Regions from separate parts of the Rattus norvegicus genome. Here region 1 is linked to region 2. Evidence: chromatin contacts called from public Hi-C data. All regions are on one chromosome and are shown on one strand. The core of a region is the stretch at or near the end of the contact, and the rest is flanking DNA. Distances in the headings are between cores, read along the strand shown. Region 1 has its middle 64 kb from the start of Pdhx. Region 2 has its middle 95 kb from the start of Cd44.

The links. A called contact is a pair of places that touch in the nucleus more often than the background predicts.
Region 1: a Hi-C map of the A7r5 cell line shows a contact between it and region 2, with 4 times the contacts expected there. The contact joins two enhancer-like sites. A contact is called at or near these places in 11 of 12 Hi-C or Micro-C datasets (the A7r5 cell line, the Rat2 cell line, Schwann cells and 6 more).

What each region holds. Positions count from the first base shown.
Region 1 is chr3:109,819,528-109,826,922 of GRCr8, forward strand. It overlaps a transcript of Pdhx not described here. Among named protein-coding and RNA genes, the nearest start is that of Pdhx, 64 kb to the right of the region's middle. Within about 2 kb of position 1,399, at least 8 of the 93 cell types and tissues checked have an H3K27ac peak or open chromatin away from gene starts, as enhancers often do. A contact at or near this core is called in the A7r5 cell line, where this site is marked.
Region 2 is chr3:109,600,774-109,608,176 of GRCr8, forward strand. No RefSeq gene overlaps it. Among named protein-coding and RNA genes, the nearest start is that of Cd44, 95 kb to the right of the region's middle. Within about 2 kb of position 4,943, at least 12 of the 93 cell types and tissues checked have an H3K27ac peak or open chromatin away from gene starts, as enhancers often do. A contact at or near this core is called in the A7r5 cell line, where this site is marked.

The DNA of each region.
Region 1 (7,395 bases), core at 149-2,648, 220 kb after region 2:
TGTTAAAATAAACTTAATTTTTACTTGCCTAGACAGATTGCTCAGAGATGAAAACCCAGTAATTATGACTGCTTGAAAACAAATGTAGGCTGGGTGTTACTGTAACCCTAGAACCTGGGAGGAGCAAGAAAGGCTGGGTTACTTAGTGAGTCAATCTCAAAAAACAAAACCCCCAACCCATATCTATCAATCTATCTATCTATCTATCTATCTATCTATCTATCTATCTATCTATCTATCTACCTACCTATCTATCTATCTATCTATCTATCTATCTATCTATCTATACTATATATAACAATAATTGCATATATGTTTATGTATATATATAAACAATTGCATATATATGTATATGTATAAGCAATTTAGGGATTAGAGATGAGGCAGGGGCATGGAGAAAGTAAAAACACATTTCAATTAAACTGAGAAGGAGGAATGCTTATTCCTAGATGAATGTACCTTTCTTTAGGCTTCTGACCTGGCCAAGGACATTTTCATTGTAATTGGTATGGCATAAAACTCCCCCCTACCCCCGGAATTTAAGTAATTGAACAGATACTAACACAAAGTCTTAGAAAACAAACTGGTATATTTGGTTACTAAAATTAGAGAGACAAGAAAAGTAGGGGAGGGCTGAGGCTTATTGTAACCAGTAATTAAATAACCTGCCTCAAATGTCACTGTCCTTCCCTATAAAATCTTCTCAGCTGCACAGCGCTCTGTTTACAGAACCTGCCAGACTGTCTCCATAAATACCGCCTAGTGTTTAAGCTGACTGCAGTTAAGGGTTTTAGCAAGGCACATAGATGTTCACAGATGTGAATGAAGAATGTCTTTTAACATTCACATTTTACTCATCATTTGACAAATATCAGACCATTTACCATATTGAAACAAATGACATTTATTTGTTATGTCCCCAATAGTAAGCTGCTTTAGTCTTTTCCTGTTGCTATAATAAAATACTCTGACCAAAATGATTTAAGGAAGGAAAGTGTTACTTGGCCCACAATCTCAGGTTATATCCAGCACAGCAGGGATGACACATCAGAAGGGGCTGGGAAAGGCTGGTCAGATGATGTCTTAGTCAGTGCTCTATTGCTAAAGAGACACCACGACCAACGCAACTCTTATGAGAGAAAGCATTCGATGGAGGCTTGCTTAGTTTTAGAGGTTTAGTCCATTATCATCAATGGTGGGAGTAGGTGGCATGCAACAGGCAGTCATGGAGCAATAGCTGAGTGCTACATCCTGATCTATAGGCAACAGAATGTGACGCTGAGCCTGGCATGGACTTTCTGAAACCTTAAGGCCCATTCCTAGTTCCACTTGTTCCAACAAGACCACATTTCCTAATACTAATTTTATCAGAGAGTTCCACTCCCTGGTGACAAAGCATTCAAATATATGAGCTATGGGGCCACTCTTATTCAAACCACAAGGGTGCCGCCCACAGTCAAGAGCACAGTAAGAGGAACTAATGAATGCTAGTGGTCAGTTTGCTCTTTTTTCATTCGGTTTAGGGCTTAGCAGATGAAAGGCTGGGTTTAGAGTAGGGTCTTCCAACCTCAGTGAACCAACTACAAAAATCCCTCAAAGGCATACCCATGGGGCTACCAAGTCTGGATGATTCCTCATGGAGACTCCTTTCCCAGATAATTCTAGATTGTCTCAAGTTGACAAAACCATCACATTTATGAGATAGATCCACAATCATTTTACCATTATGCCTTACTCCAAATTAATGACATTTCATTTCTCTGAATCAACGACAGTCGCTCAGCCTTAAATTTACCCTGAAGTTCTGCCTGCTTTATAATTCTCAAGTGTATTATCTGTCGTTTCTCCTTTACAATAAACATGAGCTAAACTGCAATAGAAGACAGCAGAAGGATGACTGCATGACTCATTAGTAGAGAAAGTGATGCTGGTTCTTCAAAGCCCTGAAAGGCAACCCTCACTTGGCCTGGTGATCACTCATTAATGCTCTACCCAATATACACACCACATGCTCCAGGCCCGCCCTCACTTGTGTCCTAGAGGATTGCTTACTTATTTGGTGGCTGTCCATATATCTGGTCTGGGTAAACCAATGAACTCTCTCATCCACTACTAACCCTGGACTAGGATTGAAGGCTGATGTAGTTATTCATGTAGAAGACAGGAGCAACTGGGATTGAAACTGAGGTAATGATTTTTGAGTTCTGAACATGAACCAGATTCAAAGCTAAAGTGTTCTTTATTAAATGTATGTTTTAATTGCTTTTCCTTCTGGAGACAAAACAGGATGGTACATGCTATGGGGCCCAGATTGGCCTTCAAGACATGATCCTCTTGCCACCTCTTCTGAGTGCTTCATGCCATTATGGCTGGATGAGTTCTTTTGTTGTCACTCCCATCTTGTTGCCTAGATTGGTCCCTAAGAAGAGCACTCCGATGACCTTCCTGGATCTGGATCCACTGTAGCTGGGACCACACGCAAGTCCCATCGGCTCATCCCCATCAAATTTTATCCCTAGAGGCACCCAGACCTAACTCAATGGTTCTCAAACTGTGGGTCACGAACCCTTTGGGGATCACATTTCAGATGTTCCACATATCAGATCTTTACATGATGATTCGTGACAGTAGCAAGATTACAGTTATTAAATAACAACAAAGTAACTTCATGGTTGGGGGGTGACCACAACCTAAGGAACTGCAGCATTAGGAAGGCTGAGGGTCACTACCTTAAATGTTTTAAGCTTCAGTTTTTCTAAGGCTTTCATTGGGAGTTATATATAAGTCATGATACTTAATTTTAGCACTTCCCAGATGTATTTTTTTTTTTTTTTTGGTTCTTTTTTTCAGAGCTGGGGACCGAACCCAGGGCCTTGCGCTTCCTAGGTAAGCGCTCTACCACTGAGCTAAATCCCCAGCCCCCAGATGTATTTTTAAGGGAAACAAAACAAAAAATCCCTCAGTGCCTCTTGTGCAACCTAACCAGGATGCAGAAAGAACTACAAAGAAAATATGAGCTAAGAGAGGTTAATATAGGAAGTACATGAAGTGACATCGCTGAAGAACTTCAGTAGAACCAGCTCAGCCAATGGGCACTCAGAATGGAACATTTAAGCTTTATACCTCATGGACATAGGCTCAATCCCAGATGCAGCTCTCGGAGCTTTGATCCGCTCATGTAACCTCTGAGTCTCTACGTGGTATTCAAGACTCTGAAGGAGGGTTGCTATAGAGCAGCATGCACCTCCCACACAGCACTGAAGGGATGATGCAAGATAATCAGTTGCCACACAGATGAGCTTTCCCATCCTCCATAGGTAAGAATTAAGACACAGGATAATCTTACTGCCAAAAACGTAGTGATTTTAAGCTAGGCTGACCCTAGGCATAAAATACTCCCAATGAACAAGCATGCAAACTTAAATGCATTCTTAGAGGATGCTCCCACAGAGCAGAGGCTATGGCACTGGGAAGGGTGATTAGCTACCAAGCTCCGTCCTGTAGCTTCCTGGTAAGTAGCATTCTCTGCCAAGTGGACTGAGAAGCCAGGGACAGAAAGTTTAAATGGAGGCCAGGTGGTGATGGTGCACACTTTAATCTCAGCACTTGGGAGGCAGAGGCAGGCAGATCTGAGTTTGAGGCCTGCCTGGTCTACAGAGCAAGTTCCTGGATAGGCAGGGCTACATATAGTGAGACCCCATAAAAAGTTTAAGTATAATATAATATTCAAATAAAAACTTAACCTTGTGTTCACAGAGTTTATGCTTTATAAAGAGACTCTGCTAAATATGTCATTTGGACACAACAGCCAAGTCTTTAAAGGAATAACTATGAATTTCATAAAGAAAAAATTTAAATACATTTAGATTTGAAAATCTTGATAGCCCTAATGTTTTCTCAACTTTTAACAGAAACCTGTATTTCCCTTATATTTATGTCCTCTGTGATGTAGTTTAAATCAAGGAGCATTGACAACACTCACTTTCTCGGACTTCTTGGAAAACCAGGGAAGTGACTTTTTAAAAATGTGAAAATAAACTATATGATCAAAGAAACAAACTAACCGTAACTTCCCAATCTGCACAGGACTTTAGAAAATTTCAACTCAGAGTGCTTAAGAAATGGCTCAGTGGTTAGCTGCCCTTGCAAGGTCCCAAGTTCAGTTCTCAACACTCACATGGCAGCTCACAAGTGCCCACAACTCCAGTTCCGGTGACCCGATGGCCTTTGCTGGCCTCTGTGGGCACCAAACATGTGTATCTAAAATATTTTTAACTAAAAGGCTCCTATAACTTAGAAGATAAACCACTTTGTTCCAATTATTTCCTTCCAAAACCAGTGCATGTACCAGAGAAGCAAATGCCCGTGCAGAACTATTCAAAGTGGCTTTATTAGAGAAATGCTCTTCTCCTTTACAAGTTTGAGTGTGTCCCGAAACCATACGCTACTGTATAAGCACCTCACTCCTTTTCACCAGGCAATGGTGAGCCTCCAGAAACTGTTCGGGAAGAATCCCACCCATTTTATGGCGCTGTCACAAAAGCGCATGCCTTTGATATTCGCAATACACAGGGCAGCCCGACATGGTGGACACACTTCCTTGTCCTCCCTCATTAAAAGCCAGGAGGTGGTGCTGATCCAGATTCAGTCATGCTTCAGTTAGTACAAACCTTGCAGCTGTTTCCTGCTGCCTGGTGTCCTGTCCTAACCCACTTGGCATCAAGGCCAGATTAATTTTAAAGTCACTCTGTATCGCTACTACCCTAAAAATCCTGTGTTTCCCATTCACGGCCCTTGTTTAAAGTGTAATTTTTGATTTGCATAAAACAATTCACTCATTTCTTCACTTTGCAAAGGGAGCCCAACCCATCATGATGCAACCCATCATGAGAACAGAATTTCTTTGAAATCTGAGACCGAAAGCCATACAATATCTCTCCTATTCGTATGACAATACGTGAACTCATAGCACCACCTACCTTTCAGAGAAAGTAGAGAAACAAGGCTTATTTTCCAGAACTTGTGTTTTGCTTAAACAATAGTTAAGGTAGGTTCAAAATGCAAAAAAAGTGAAAACAAAACAAAACAAAACAAAAAAAAACAGTTCCACTTGATAGTATGTGAAAACTCTTAGTATTTATAAATTACATGGCAATGTTTCACTCAAGTCTGGCCAGCAGCATTCAGTCGATTTTAATGCAACACAAAATAATGGACAAATTATTATTATTTTTTTAGCTACCTTAGTAGGAACTGTAGTGAAGGAGAACAGCCTGGTTTTGACTAGCAGAGATAAATGTTCATTAATATTTTCGTGATTGATGGCTAAACATTAACTAAGATGAATGCTGCTTCCCCTCACAATTCATGGTTACGTTGTTTTCCTTGTCTAAGTAGGGAAAAAAGTGGCAAGGTAGCAACCTCTCTCTCTCTCCCTTTTTTAATCCTCTCAGTATATTTATAAACAACTGTGTGGTGGAGGAAGGGCTTGCTGGTGCACACATAGCTCAGACCATGTACCCACGCTCCTTCAAACCAAGGTCATTCTTTGATCTCATATTGTAATGTGAAAAATTATTTCCACAAATGACAACTTGCTTACATGAATCTAATTGCTAGAGATGCTAGAGAAATTATTTTTTGATCAAATGGGGAAAGCATCTACACTGATTACTACCTAATTTTAAAGAAACCATGAGAGGCAACTAGGTTTGTGTTGCCCATGAAGTGAAATGGCCTCAGATGAAACAGTGTCTCTGTCCAAGCTGGACGGGGATCAACTCCCTCCATATCTACAGGAAATGGAGGCACTATTACTAATGATACCAACCCACAGAAGACAGCGGGCAAGGGAAAAGTTATTTATGGCTGTCTCATGTTCAAGTCTTCAGGGCGCTAAGGAGAGGGTTCAGTGGGTAAAACCTAACAGCCTGAGTGTGGATGCCCAGGACCCATGTAAAGACAGACACCATAACCTGTTCTTACAGGGAGATGGGAGACAGAGAGAGACAAGGAAAGTATCGGGAGCTAGCCTGGTATACACAGCAGTGAACAAGAGATCATGCGTCAAACATAGTGGAAAGCATGAATCCACAATCCAAGGTTGTTTTCTGCCTTACACACCTGGGAACATGTGTTCACCCCCACACAACCAAGCACACACATACACTCACACAATATTAAAAGCATTTTAGCCAAACTGACCTTGAAAATAGTGCAAGTATAAAAGCTATTTTGAAAATGGTGCTTGGTAATAATTTTAAGTTAATCTGACAAAAGTTTAAAGAGTCCATTTTAAAATGGCTTGTTAAAACTGAAAAACTGAATTAAGTATTTTCTTAACAAGAGATATACTGGGGCACTAATTATTTTTGATGGCTCTTTTGTTAGGGCTATAGTTCATCATGTCATACTCAATACAACTTGTACCATGGAGTCTTTCTTCTGGTGATTTATGTCAACTGACACTAAGGAGAAACTCTCTGCGACTGGTGAATTAAATTACCATTCATTATCATCCATTTGAATATCGTTATCTTGCCAGAGCTGCCAACAGAGAAGCAGTTCTAACACTACTGATAATGAGGGACAATTTGGTTCAACTGAGGGACTAGATGAAGACTATTTCCCACCTGCTCTCCTTCCTAGGTCTACTCTTATGAAACGGAGGGTCTTACTCTGTAGCTCTGGCTAGCCTTGAACTCATGGGAATCCTCCTGCCTTAGACTCCAAGTACTAAGATTATAGGTGTGAACCACCACGGTGAGCCTATTTACCACGTTTCTATTTTCATGTCATATTAAAGTGGACGAGAACTTCTTTTATTTCCTCACATTTGATTGTACAGTACACATGTGAGTACATATTAAAGTAGACTTTATTATTTATCTTTTATTTCCTCACATTTGATTGTACAGTACACATGTGAGTACATATTAAAGTAGACTTTATTATTTATCTTTTATTTCCTCACATTTGATTGTACAGTACACATGTGAGCACAATGCTTCAGCAAGCAACACTGTATGTAAAACAATACACACTCACAGTGTGTGGTAAGAGACAACAATTTATTTCAATATATTCCGACTCGGTGTGGAAGTGAAGTGCTCACTGCTGAGGTTGAGATCAACGGCAGCTTTTCAAGTGAAACGCTCTCCTGCCCCCTCTGTGAGACAGGGCCTCACTGTGCAGCCCAGCCAGCCTCAAAGGGGGCCTCCTTTCTCAGTCTCTCAAGTGCTGAGGCTGCAGGTACAAACCCAGCTGCTCCCCCAACTTTAGAAGGTCAGGTCTCTGAGCAAACAACTCTTGCTCTTCTTCCTGTCTTTCTTTCTATTCTTTTCTTAGTTTCACAGTGTCATAGAAATGAAAATTAAGACTGGAAATATATATAGC
Region 2 (7,403 bases), core at 3,693-6,192:
TATCCTAGTTTAGTTCTAGGTTATAACTTAGTTTGGAAACAACCAGACATTCAGGTAGCCTGGAAGATCCCTAAAACATAGCCATGGAACTTGTTTTTCTTTTCCTGCTATCTAGAGTGTCTCTGGCTGTCATTCACTTGTGTACTTATTTAACCTAAATGAATAAGCATCAATGTGACAGGCATCTCTAGGTATGGGGTCGTTGCAAAGAGTGTGAGGCTAACTAATAGTGGAATGCTCATCTACTAGCTGATTGAAAGCTTTATGTAATACTTATAAATGTGTGATAAAGGAAGGGGAGCAAGTTCCTTACACCAAAGTCGCACAAGCTTGTGTGTGTGTGTGTGTGTGTGTGTGTGTGTCCATGCACTCACATATATGTTTGCCATGTAGTGTATGTCTTTGTGTATGTCTGAGAGCTTAGGCTGTGTGTATGCTTTTTCTGGAGTGGGCAGCGTGAGAAGCAAGAGACGTTCCTCATCTCTTCTGAACTCCTTGTCTTATCTCTCATTCTTTAACTCTACTACCATTCTCACAGCCTCCCTTGTCCCTAGTCCCCAAACCCCTTCCCATGGAAACAGTGAAACCACTGCCCATTACAGCTCTTCAGCTTCCCCACCCTGCATCCTTGAGTACCAGTCACATTTATCCTTCTTGGGTGTGGTCACTCCCCATGGAGAAGGGTATGATCTGTCTCTGCAGCCTCGGGGTTTTTTCAGGGTGAAGCTCTTCTCTGGGCATGGGAGGGAAAGAGCTTCCACGTGGTTTGGGGCTGGATTTCCCCAGGGTTACTGCAAACTCAACAAGTCTTGCCACATTAACATTAATTTCTCCCCGAAAGCCTCTATTCTGACCCAGATAACAAGTGCAATTACTCCCCCTCATATTGATACTCTTCCTAGCAGAATTAATGCCTAAAATTATCATGCAAAACAAAAATAACTTCCCCTACCTTGCTGTAGTTGATGTCAATCTGCAGGTGAGGGCAGGAACAAAATAAGACAAGGCCTGTGATGATTGGGCAGTGAAAAAGTAAAGTAGGGACAGAGTTTTTGTAAGGCAGAAGAGAGCAAAGAAAAAAGAAGAACCAAGATGAAGGAGAAGGATGATCCAAATCTGTGTGGCCTCAAGGGGCCACAGGTAGTTATGAATCTTTCATAAGGGATGCATTTATGTAGGATAGTTTGTCTTATCTAGGTGGGCAATTTATATCATCAATTGGTCGTGAGTTTATGGCGTGGGCATTTTGTGGAATGAGAACTTAAGACATAAATCTGATTGCTAAATTACAAGCATATTGAGTTTTTATTTTAAGGGGTAACTGGGAGTTGTGACCTAACCACAGGGGGCAGATGCTGGAAATGTGAGCAGAGTCTGAAGCAAGACAGTTGCAAGCGGGCACTTCTGCCAGGCTCAGAGAGTAGCGGGTGGCAGCATGGGGATGAGATTGGGAGTTTAGGGGTTAAGATGCTTTGCTGATTGAGATGAAAATACCCTGAAGATGCCATGTGGCCCAAAAGAGCCAGCACTATAGTGGGATGGGTGAATTCTTTTTTAATACTTACCGCTACACCTTGCCTCTGTGGTAATTTATCAGATGTTACTAGACACTAAGGAATATAACATCTAAGACGTATTTCTCTAGATGCTGGAGATGGAGGGGACATCTCAGCCCATCAAGCTGCACTGACATTATTTGAAGTACAACCCACTATTAGACTTGCTAAAACATTTAGACTTTATTTGAGGCACAGAAAACACTTTGATCAAATCCCTAATGATATCCTGATGATATTTTGCTAGCTGCTGGTCAGCTGGTCTGAAGAATCTACTCCTAGCTTAAATCTTGGTTATGCTGTACACCATGAGCAACCCAACACTGCATTACCATTCAGATCCCTGAAACAATCTGAAGGAGCTACCGAGTTGGGGTTTTCTCCTCCTACTACCTCATGTTTTTTGTTATTGATCATTTGTGCATTATTGGACATAAAGAACTTTCCAGACGATAGATATTGGCTATTTATCTTACTCTGTAGATAAAGTCAACCAATACTTTTTGCATTTTTAGTATTCACTTTTTAAAAAAAACTAATAAAATCAAAATAATAAGCTATATCTTATCTCTTTGTTGACTAATTCAAGATTTTGTTCTAGCAAATTCAACTTGCCAAAAGGATAACTCAAAATGAAAACGTAGAGCCTAATACTAGCGGAGTGTTGGTCAGATCCTCAAATACAAATGAACATGTTATCTGTTCTGCAATCGCTTTAACTATCAACTTGACACAACCTGGAATCACTGGGAATAGAGTCTCAATGAAGAATTCTCCACATTGGGTGGGCCTATGAGAATATATATGGAGGATTATCTTAATTAAGTCAATTCATATGGGAAGATGGAGCTCATGATGGGTGGCATCATTCCCTAGGCAGGGAATCTTAAACTGTTTGACAGTAGTGAAAGCAAGTGATTTATATCTGTCCTGACTGTAGATGTGTTGTTTCTAGATGTTTGAAGTTTCTTCTCTGATTTTTCTTATAATCATAGACTGTAACCTGGATTTGTAAGCTGAGGCAAACCCCTTCTCCCTAAGTTGTTTTTTCACCCAAATATTTAAGCACAGCAACAAGAGTGAAATTAGACCACCCACTTATAATCCAGCTATTTGTCTAATGGGCAAATCTTGTTTTAGCATCATTTCAATCAATTTTGATCATTTTGAAATTTGTTTAATAGTTTATTAGAGTTGTCACCAACCTTCTTTAGGAACTGCAATGAAAATACTTCTGTTAAAAGGGCTGGTTTGTTAGTTAAAAGAGTGGGGAAACAGTTCAATTGATCAAAATGCTTGCTGCTGCAAAAGCAAGAAGACCTGAGTTTGGCCCCCCAGAACTCAGTAAAAAACTTAAAAGGTCTGAGCATAGTGGATCCCTGGGGTTTGTTAGCTAGCCAATCTAGCTGAATCACCGAGCTCCAAGCCAGTGAGACATCCTGCGTCAAAACAAAATGAAACAAGCAAATAAAGCAACAACAGTAACAAAACCCACAGATGGATGGTGTCCTGAGGAAGGACACCTAAGGCTAACCTCTGGACTCCACACATGCCCTCTACACAACTGCACCGCCACATCAACCCTGGTGAAGAGGGTTTGGTATGTTCGAGTAAAAACAGGGCGATGTAGGAGCTCAGAGATTGTATTCTGGCCCAGGCTGTTCATGCAGAGCTCAGCTCTGCCTCTTACTAGTAGACTGACCATAGTTGCTGTGCCTGGGTTTTCCTCTCTGTAGGATGAAGATAAATGGAGTTTTACCTCAGGTGCTCTGTGTCTTGCTTCACTTTTCTTATTTCAATGCATGTGTTTATGGTGCACTTTTTGCTAGGCAATATTCTGATCTGTGAATCCTTTTCAAATAGAAGCTGCTGATTAAATCAGAACATGGAACATTAGTTGTACTCTGAACTTCTCAGCCCAGACTTCCCAGAAATGCCGCTTCTCCACACAAGCCTTTAGTGATAGGATCCCCACGTTCACCCTCTTTCTTCGTTCTAGATTTGCCTTGAGGAATACAAGATTAAAATCAGGTGGCGTTCAACTTCCACAAAGATCAAAAAGAGGGTTTTTTTTGAGATGTCCACTAGGGGGCACATTATCAACAGAGCAGAGATAGCCAAGAAGTTGGCCTAAAACCCCAAAGAAATGACAATTTCTAGGAAGTACATGAACCCAGGTGTCAGGGATTTTTTTTCACATTCAGTGAGCCTCCAGCACTGCATTGCACTGAGAGAGACCGCAGCCTCACCAATGGGTTTGCAACTCCGGTTTTTTTATTTCTAAGCTTCAGTGGCCCTGGCTTCAAACAGTTAAAAGAGAAACCAAGAGTGGCTAATCCACCCTGCCCCAGAAATGTGTCTTGTAAACCCCACTGCTTTATAGCTACTGTGATTTATGTAGCTACTGTGTTCACAGATGAGACTTAATAAACAGCCATTATCTAACTGCTCCTGAATAACTGTTTCCATCCCTCTCTTCTTTTCATACTTCTCCTTTTTTTCTTTCTGATATCTTTTTCTGGATAGTCTCTCTTTGGTTCTCAAGGAGACTTCAAGTGATGAGAGGGGAAAGTGAAAAGCAAAGCTCTCAAGAATTCCAGTGACTTAACCAGAAACCAGGATTGCCTTCAAGTCTCCAACTGCTCAAAACCTGCCTTTCCACTTCTGAGTTCCAAACTGTGTGGCCAGGCTCCTCCAGAGGCCCTGGAAAGGGGTAGCCATTCCCTCCTCTGGCAAGGCCTTTGTGTAATAAAATAAAATAAAATAAAATAAAATAAAATAAAATAAAAGCAACAAACCTGCCTACTTCCACACTCCCCAGAAAAAAGGAGGATTCCCCCTTTCCTCTCTGATGGCTATTTGAGTATCTGAGAGAGAGGATTAGGGTTTCAGCGTTTCTGTTTTTAGAAGGCTTTAAGAGGGTTCCCAAAGATTCTTGGAATATCTTTGACTTCCCTAAAAGTAGTGATTCATATTCTATTCAGCTCCCTGCTGCGTATTACATAGCAATGGTGTTGATAGTATCAGGAATGAGGAACAGAAAAGCCATATGCATCTATCAAGTTCTGTCTTCTTGTCTCATTATGGTTGTCTCAATCTGGGTTGTCTTCCCAGATGTCTCTCTGATAGAAATGACAATTTTCTTCTTCTAGATGAAAAAATAAACACACATTGTTGCTAAATTACTTAAGATGAGCACAAGTAAACAAAAGAATGCCAAAGTTGGGTTTGAACCCAGGGTCTGACTTTAAAGACTGCTGTGCTAAAGTTATATGTTAGCTGCTTCTCCTGGAGTTTCTGCCATTTCTCCTCTGGGAAGGAGGACGGAGGAAGTGGTTTGGATGAAGCTACTGGAAAACAGCAGTCACCACGTGATGAGGTCAGCAGTCTGGAAGCCTGAGGCGGGTGAGCTGGAGGGGGTGGGAGATGGGGAGCACTAACAAGCAGACAAATTGCTGGTGTTGAAGACTAGATGTCAGCAGTGGCAAGAAGTGGGGCCCAAGGCCAGGGCTGGATCAGACTTCCTTATTCTATGACCCTTTGCGTGGGCCATCATGGCATGACTCCCCACACTTCCACATGAGCTGATCCTTCTCCTTCCTATAAATGCAGCATCCAAGAGGTATTTATGGGTTTCTAAATAAACTCCTTTGTCAATATAGCCTACATGGTACATATCTTGACTTACTCCCAGTAGCTTCTGGAAGACTCCTTTTACTCCCACAGAGAGCACTGGGGTGCTGGCCTGGCTTACAAGGTTTGAAAATGATCTCTTAACATCAACAAATTCAAGATAGCAAACTTATTACAATAAAACAGGGGAAGTCAGAGCTCCAGCATAGCTATACCACTTTCTACTTGGGTGGTTTGGAGACTACAATATATCTCTCTATGTTCCTAGCTGACTCATCCACTAAAAATGGGATAAGAATTTCTTCATCACTGGTTGAATGTATAAACACAGACATTCATAAGTGATCAGTAGTAGATAGTAACTTTTGAGGCCATAATCGAGCTGGCAAGTTTGTCCCCATTTGGAGGTTCAAACACAAAGCCTGTTCTCAAGAAGTCTGCCATAGTGGAAGAGATAGGACAATGGGGAAATTGATAAGATTTAACTGTATTAGTGACACGTGGACAAAGTCAAGGTGGTACTAGGGAGAGCGAGTGTGCCCAATCTGAGTAGAGGTGGGGTGAGACAACTTCCTGAGGATGACATCAAAGCCACAGGTGGGTGCCCAATTTTGGTTAATGTGTAGCCACAGCTTGGGTAGCTGATATTACATCAGGGATACCAGATGTTTGCTTTGGTGACTCCTCGCTCTTAGGTCTTGCTTTGAAAACAAAAGCTCTTCTGTGAAAATCAATGAGTTTCCCTCACAGGGTGCCTTGGATTCTGAAATAATCTGGATATAGTCACCCTAAGTTAATAACCACAATTAGGGCCAGAGTTCAGAAAACTGGAAGGGATGGGGAAGGGAGAAACTAAATACCTACTGAATAAACGTTGACATGGCAGGTAGAAGTTCATGTGTGACTATGTGTATGTGTGGTTGTGTAACTGTGTCTGTGGGTGGAGTGTACTCATACAGTGTGTGCATGTGTGTGCTTGTGTATGTGTGTGTGTGTCTCTAGAGGTCTGTGTCTATGTGTTTGTATTGTATGAATGTGTTCCCATGGCTGTGTGCACCTGTGGGAAGACCAGAGATTGATTCTTCTCCACCTTGATTTTGAGACAGAGTCTTTCACTGAACCTGAAAGTCTATTAAGCTAGGCTGTTTTACCAATGACCTTCAGAGACCTGCCTGTACTGGGGTTACAGAAGTTGGGCCACCACAGCATGTGGCTTTTTACTTGGATGCTGAAGATGTGGACTAAGGCAGGCCCTCGTGCCTGGACAGCAGATGGTTTATTAACTGGACCATCTCTTCAGCCCTGATATTAACCTTTTTGAGAGCCTATAACATACCAGGCAACACCAAAGGTCTTGCCTAATGCACTAGCCATACACAGTTTTCCTGTCCACTCTTCATTGCAGGTGATAAACTACAACTCCAGTTATTTAAGAAATGTGAGCAGGACTCAACTGCTAAGTAGGTGAAAGGACCAATACTAAAAACCCAGGTTTTAGTCTTGACTCCAGTGCTCATGATCTTTGTAGTGGCCTGGACACTCTCCCAAATAGACACTTGCATGTGTCTACTCCTTCTTTTCCAATAGCATGGCATTTATGAAAGTGTTCATGGTATTCTATGCTAATGTTGCTGTCAATGTGGCCTAAATGGTGTTTCTTAAACATAAACATAAACATCAGAGGTACCCTTAAGTCGTGAAAATCTTTCAACACTCTGACTATAAACTGGTTGTACAAAAACCCCTTGTAATTGGTCGTCTCCTGCTTCATTCTTTGGAAGGTATCTTTGTAGCTCGTCCCACTGAGAGACAGAAACTCTCTGCCTCTCTGTCTCTCTGTCTCTGTCTCCCCTGCCCTCTTTAAATCTGAGCTACTCTTAGGTTTGGGTTTGGCCAAAAAAATATGGTGGAATTACAAAGCTAGTTCTGGGCTTTGGCCACTGGGAGCTACATAAGCATTCATTTTCTTCTTAGGTCCCTGCCAGGCCTACACAAGCCAGCTGGTAGCACGTGAGATACATATAGAAACAATCTCTTGGCATCCAAGATGAAACTATCCTAGATCAGGCAGTGCCTCTCTGAGCAGTTTATCAGTAACATAAACATGAATGAGTCAACTGAGGCAGCCCAGATCGGCAGAGGCACTGAATCAACCTTCAGACTTGGGAGAAATAAGTAAATATTTGTTATTTAAGCATCTAATTTTAGAGCTCA